2 separate regions of the Mus musculus genome follow, and region 2 is linked to region 1. The links are chromatin contacts, called in public Micro-C maps. All regions are on one chromosome and are shown on one strand. The core of a region is the stretch at or near the end of the contact, and the rest is flanking DNA. Distances in the headings are between cores, read along the strand shown. Region 1 overlaps Gm39145 (a long non-coding RNA gene). Region 2 overlaps Gm30978 (a long non-coding RNA gene).

What was found. Hi-C and Micro-C count contacts between places; a contact is called where the count stands out from the background.
Region 2: a Micro-C map of trophoblast stem cells shows a contact between it and region 1, with 3 times the contacts expected there. The contact joins two enhancer-like sites. A contact is called at or near these places in 1 of 15 datasets of contacts at CTCF or cohesin (pro-B cells), 21 of 484 Hi-C or Micro-C datasets (the C2C12 cell line, the HPC-7 cell line, LSK cells and 15 more), 9 of 115 datasets of contacts at active chromatin or transcription factors (the NIH/3T3 cell line, bone marrow-derived macrophages, embryonic limb bud and 5 more) and 1 of 9 other capture datasets (embryonic stem cells).

What each region holds. Positions count from the first base shown.
Region 1 is chr8:25,273,655-25,276,677 of GRCm38.p6, forward strand. Gm39145 (a long non-coding RNA gene) reads left to right here. Exons shown (of 3, transcript XR_001778746.1): 2 at 787-929. Among named protein-coding and RNA genes, the nearest start is that of Gm39145, 4.1 kb to the left of the region's middle. Within about 2 kb of position 1,592, at least 244 of the 459 cell types and tissues checked have an H3K27ac peak or open chromatin away from gene starts, as enhancers often do. A contact at or near this core is called in the N1E-115 cell line and trophoblast stem cells, where this site is marked.
Region 2 is chr8:25,427,592-25,430,455 of GRCm38.p6, forward strand. The region is part of intron 1 of Gm30978 (a long non-coding RNA gene); the gene reads right to left. Among named protein-coding and RNA genes, the nearest start is that of Gm30978, 25 kb to the right of the region's middle. Within about 2 kb of position 1,495, at least 31 of the 459 cell types and tissues checked have an H3K27ac peak or open chromatin away from gene starts, as enhancers often do. A contact at or near this core is called in the N1E-115 cell line and trophoblast stem cells, where this site is marked.

The sequences.
Region 1 (3,023 bases), core at 342-2,841:
TATATGAGTATACTGTAGCTGTCTTCAGACACACCAGACGAGTGCATTGGATTACATTACAGATGGTTGTGAGCCACCATGTGGTTGCTGGGAATTGAACTCTGGACTTTGGAAGAGCAGCAGTCAGTGAGTGCTCTTAACCTCTGAGCCATCTCTCCAGCCCTATAAAACAGTTCTTTTGTGTTTTTGTTGTTTGCTTGTTTGTTTTTCCTAAGAATTGAACCTGGGCCTCATTTATGCTACATATATACTAATTTAAGCTACATCCCTTAATGTCCTCAGCTTTAGTGTTCTGTAACCATCTGGCTCTTGGGGGGCTGTTTGGTTGTTTGGTTGGTTTTGGTTTGGCTTTAGTTTTGGTTTTAGTTTTTCGAGACAGAGTTTCTCTGTGTAGTACTGGAACCTACTTTGTAGACCAGGCTAGCCTCAAGCTCAGACATCTTGCCTCTGCCTCCCCAGTGCCTGGACCAAACGTCTGCATAGACCACCATTACCCAGTTCCAGATGGCCGAGAAGATAAAGGATTGACGTGTTTCAAGTATTCGACCGGTTACAAATTGTTTCAAAACGTTCCTCATTCTGTGTACGTGGCTGCAGATACTCCTTTAACCCCTGGGCATCTGCGGAGCGTGAACAGGGAGGATGGCCAGAACTCCAGGACATCACCCTTTGTTCAGCCCACTGCATAGATGTTATCTGAGAAGGAGCCCTGGGTGCATTAATCTGTTTGTCCTCTTACCCAAGCGCGTCAGCCATGTGACCCTGTGTTTGTCTCAACTTTGGCAGACCACAACCCACAACAGTGACGCATGCGGATGAGGTGGTAGAGAAGCATCTGCCTGGAGTCTGAACAAGATGAGTAAACACCGATGCCTGTGAGCCTCCGAATCCCACGGCCCAGGGTGTGGCCTCTATGGCCTTGGCCAAAGGTAACTCAGTAAGGTCAGCCTCTCCTCTCGCCAAGGACTTCTTTGCTGCCAGACCTTCCGAGCCTACTCAGAACACCTGAGAATGATGCCCACCTCCCCACCCCCAATTGTCTGTATCCTGTGGCTTTCTGTGTGGTTTAAAACAGTCAGCCCACCCTGTATCTCATTAGGGTTTGTTTTGAAGCAGGATCTCAAACTAGAGACCCTTCTGGCTCCCAGCACGAGGTGTCAGGACCACAGGCAGGAGCTACTGTAGACGTGCCAGTGTGTATTATGCACCGCTCGCTCCTACCTTTCTTTACCCGCCACACTTTCTGCCATATTCACAGGGTGTTAGGAGCCTTTTGGCAATGATCAGACACTCGTGACCATAACATTTCAGGGCTGCAAATGACCCAGGCCTTTGTGCTTGCTCACTGCCTACTCCCTCGAGAGGTCCCGAGGACCACTGATGCAGAGGTGCCTCATTAGTCACTGGGAGCCAGTAGACCAGCTGGAACTGAAAACAGACTCTTCCAAGAAAAGCCTGGGTTTTCCCCTTAGGCGTGCTGGGGTGCAGAGGAGGCCCACAGGACCTAGCGACCGCCTTAGCATTCCAGCCCGCTGGACAGGCACGCATTTCTTCCTCAAGAGGGCGCCGGCTGCCTGCGTCTAAGCTGTTGGCAAATGGATTCAGAGGACGGGAGTGACCTCTGGCCCAAGCACAGGGTTTCAAAAGCACCGGGGACATTCCAGCCACATCAAGATTGGGATACCAGTTCCGTAGATCCCATAAGTTCCGTGTTTCTGGACAGTTGAGGACTCTTTGCTTTAGCATCTTTCAGGAAGTTGAGACCTTTTCAGCCTCTGCGCGGTCGGCGTTTTGGACTTAGATGAGGAGGGGATCCTTTTCGGAGGAGCACAGCAGCCTCGCCCTGCACCCCGACAAGGACGTGCCAGGGCTCACCCCGCCTCTCCTTCAACGCTAGGATGGGTGGAGATCCGTCGTCCAGTGATGTAAGGGAGACTCTTGTGGCCCTCAAAAACTCGGAAACCAAGCTGGAAGGCTATTTCTGAGCATACCCCAGACCCAAGACAGAATTCGTGAATGTTCTACACAGGATATCACGATTTCTGTCCTGTAAACTTTTCTTCCAGGGAATTTTTTTTTCTCTTATTTGTTTTATCATCTCCAAATGGTGATCGTTTGAGAATTATGTGGTGTTTATCCTCCTGGCTATAAACTCTAAACCAGTGCAGGGGCTCCACCCCCCACTCCACCCCCCCCAGCCTGCATAGTTCCTATTTCTCAGGAGCCATTTATCTCCCTTTTATTGTTGTTTTCTTCATTGGCTTCCCCCTCAGCCAGACAGGCTTAATAACTGGCAGTCATCACGTACAGCAGAGTGGTGGCAGCCACCCCCGCAAAGGGGACCCAGTCGTTTCCCAGAGCCAGAATGCTCTGTAGCCACGGCCTCTATTGTTTTCTTAGCAGACTCCGGTTTTGTTTCTTGGCTCTCCTTGAATGAAGAAACTCTTAAAACATCATGTGTCTGCCTTGCTTTGTGTAGGAAAGCGCCGTAAACAGGAAGTCTACACACACACACACCCCTCCCAAAATAAAAGTGACCAGGCAATTAGGGCTTCTAGCATGACTTAACCCCCACTGCCCAGGCACCTTGGGGGGAAAGCTGGACTCCATTAATCAGGCCAAAGCACAGCTACAGGGAGGCCTGCCGGCAGCCAGAGAGGAGAGTGGGTGCCAAAGATCTGCCAAGAGAGGAAGAACAATATGGCCCACAGGCCTGCGTGAAAACCATCTCAGCCAAGTTGCAAAGAACGCATGACAATCTTTTGCATTGTCCTAGAGTGGCCTGAGAGGCCTCACTGGGAGCAGAGAGCTCAGTTGCCTAGCATTCCAGCCCTGGCACTTGGCTGCTTCTGCTGTTTTCAGGGCTGATTTGTAGTATGGGTACTGAGACTCCTACTACGTCGCCACACCAGCTTCTGAGAAACTTTATATCCTCAGTCATCAGCCAGTGTTGACTCAGTGTGGTTTCTCCCGGTCCATCCTGCCTAGGATGGAGTCTTACCTAAGTCAGCATCATAGACAAC
Region 2 (2,864 bases), core at 245-2,744, 150 kb after region 1:
GCATGTGCTTTCAAACTACCCTTCTCTAGTTCTCTAGCCAGGCCCTCATCTCCCATGTTCTGCCTCAGGGGGAGGATGGGCTGCCCAGCAAGTGCCTAAAAACAAGTCCATTAGGCCCACCTCTGCTCTCTCTCGGTAGGGCTCCCGGGGCTGCAATGTTTATCTTCCCTGCCCAGCAGTTGGACAGATGGCTGGCATCTAACTCCGCAAGCACAAAGCAGGAAAGCAACTGTACCTGGATCCCCAGGTCATGGGAACAAGAGCACACAGTTGCACTCAGCCCCAGAAAGGGCAACATTTGGGTAGAGGTTAATGTAAAACCAACACTTCTCCTTCAGCTTGTTCCTCTGTCATACCATGAGCAAGCTCATGCACGAGCACGTACCACACACATACACACACAATATATCACAATATATATACATACCATATATACACATACCATACCATACCACACCACACACCCTTTATATATATATATACACACAATATACATATATATATGTATATATACATATACACCATATATATACATACCATACAACATACCACACACACACACTATATATACATACCATATATACACATACCATACCACATCCACTACACTATATATATATATATATATATATATATATATATATATATATACCATATATACACATACCATACCACACTACACACACATTATATATACATATCATATATACACATACCATACCACACATATTATATATACACACAATATATGCACATATCATACCACACCACACATCACACACACACAGAAGAAAGGAAAGCACAAGAATCTGGGATAAGGGACACAGGAGCAACTGAGGCTGGTGACCCCTAACCCTCAAGGTGCAATTTCAGAGCCTCAGGCAGAATGAACCCTATCCCTGTCACCCACCAGCCTAAAAATTCTCATTTTGAGTCTTCCTTTGAGAAATAAATACCGAGCAGACAGGGTTCATCTGGAGCATGTACAGTGGGGCCCCTCCTAGGCTTAATGTCCTTCCATCCCTTTTATTAATTGGTTCACAAGAAATGACTGTACTGGCCAGGGTAAATTACGTGACTGGTTCTGTGGGTCAAAGACAGCTGGGTTCATGAGAACCAAGATGAAAGAAGAACAGGATTTCCTTTAAGGACAAGGGCCAGGGAGGGCTGGTAAGGGCCAGTGGGACTGCCCAAGGACACTCAGGCCCACGCACAGAAGAGGCCAAAGCTAGCAGCAGCTCAGGGGACAACTATCTGCGGCTGGGCCAAACTGCTTCCTGCTCTTCCCTTATTGGCCTTTTCCACATCATTAGACTGAGGGTAACTAATACCTGAGAACTTTCTGGCCTACTGTGTCCCACAGAAACTCATCCTTTCACTCCAATGGTTCCACCCCACCCCACCCCACCCCACCCCCATGCCCTGGCCTTGGCCCTCTGGCTACAAATCTTCCACAGCTGCTGAAATGTGACCAGTGGTGACTCACAGGAAATTGGACCTGGGAGCCCCAGGTGACCAGGCTGAGCCCCTCCAAAGGGCATTCACTGGAAAGGCCTGAGAGAGCAGCAGACTCACAGGAAACTTCGTTCTCAGCTGAGACCCTCTTCCTCCTGAGGAAATGCCAGTCCTGTTGAGATGGTGCAAAAATAAAGCCTTTTTCAAGACAGGGCCGCTGCATCCCAATGTCAAAGCCAAGCCAAGGCAAATCGGGGGGAGGAGGAGAGAGAGGCCCAGGCACAACCATTCAGTATGGCCCCTAGGGAACCCTCCTGTCAGGACCCAGCACGACAGATCTACCAATAATGTTTAATTCCTTGAGGGCCTTTTGGCTTTGAGGAGATCCTTAGGAATGGCCATTCTATGAACTTTAAAAAGGTGCATGTTTGGATAATGAAGGAGAGGAGGGAAGGAGGAAGGGAGGGAGGCAGACAGGGTTCAAGGGACAGTGGGGATGATAACTGTCCCACAGGAGTTCCTGAGCCGACATAAGGAGCAGTCAGACAAGCAGCCTGGATAATCAGAGGCTGTATTTGGGGGCTACAGAGCCTACCGCAGGCACTCAGAGAGGTCCTGAGCTAGTATTTGTTGAGTTTTGTTTCTGTGTTCTTTCACATCACTGCCCCTGGCTGTCTTAGTCCCTGTATCCTTCTCACTTTCTCTTAAAAGAGCACCCTTCCCCTCCTGTAGGAGAATGGTAGGAGCATATAATGGCTCTGTTGCACTATCAGGGTCTGTATCCCTGCTGACATCAGCCCCGCTGGGCCCTCTGTACCCCGGAAGGCTGGACTGAAACGTTGCCATAGGAGGGGAAGGTGGGGGTGGGGGGGTGTCTTGGGCACTTAATGGATACTCAGTCTCCGTGGCCTGAACAGGACCTCATTAACCAGGGCTGCTAGAGATTAGACATCACTGTGAGTCGGGGCTGCACGCAGGAGGACTCAGCATCACAGCGAGGCTCCACCGTTGCTTGTAGTCAGCAGTTTCCCTCATATTTCAGAATTTATGGCTCAGTGCAGTTTCCCCTCATCAGCTTTAGCTGCCCAAATCCAGCAGCAGCAGGTTCCTCCTGCCCCTATGCCCCCTTTATATCTACAGACTGGTGCGCACACGCACACACACACACACACACACACACACACACACACACACGCACGCGCGCGTCTCCAGGCCTGCACAAGAGTGACTTGGCGCTCCTGCTCCCACGGTAGAGTGGTGCACAGAGGCTCATGAGGGAGGCGACTCCCGGTGGATAGGCTAGGTACATGAATACAGAGGGGAGCAGAGAGGACAGCCAGACCTTATCTACCCCCATTGTCTCCCTGCCTGGGTCCTAAAGGTGTAGAAGCAGCAACATTTTGCTAGGA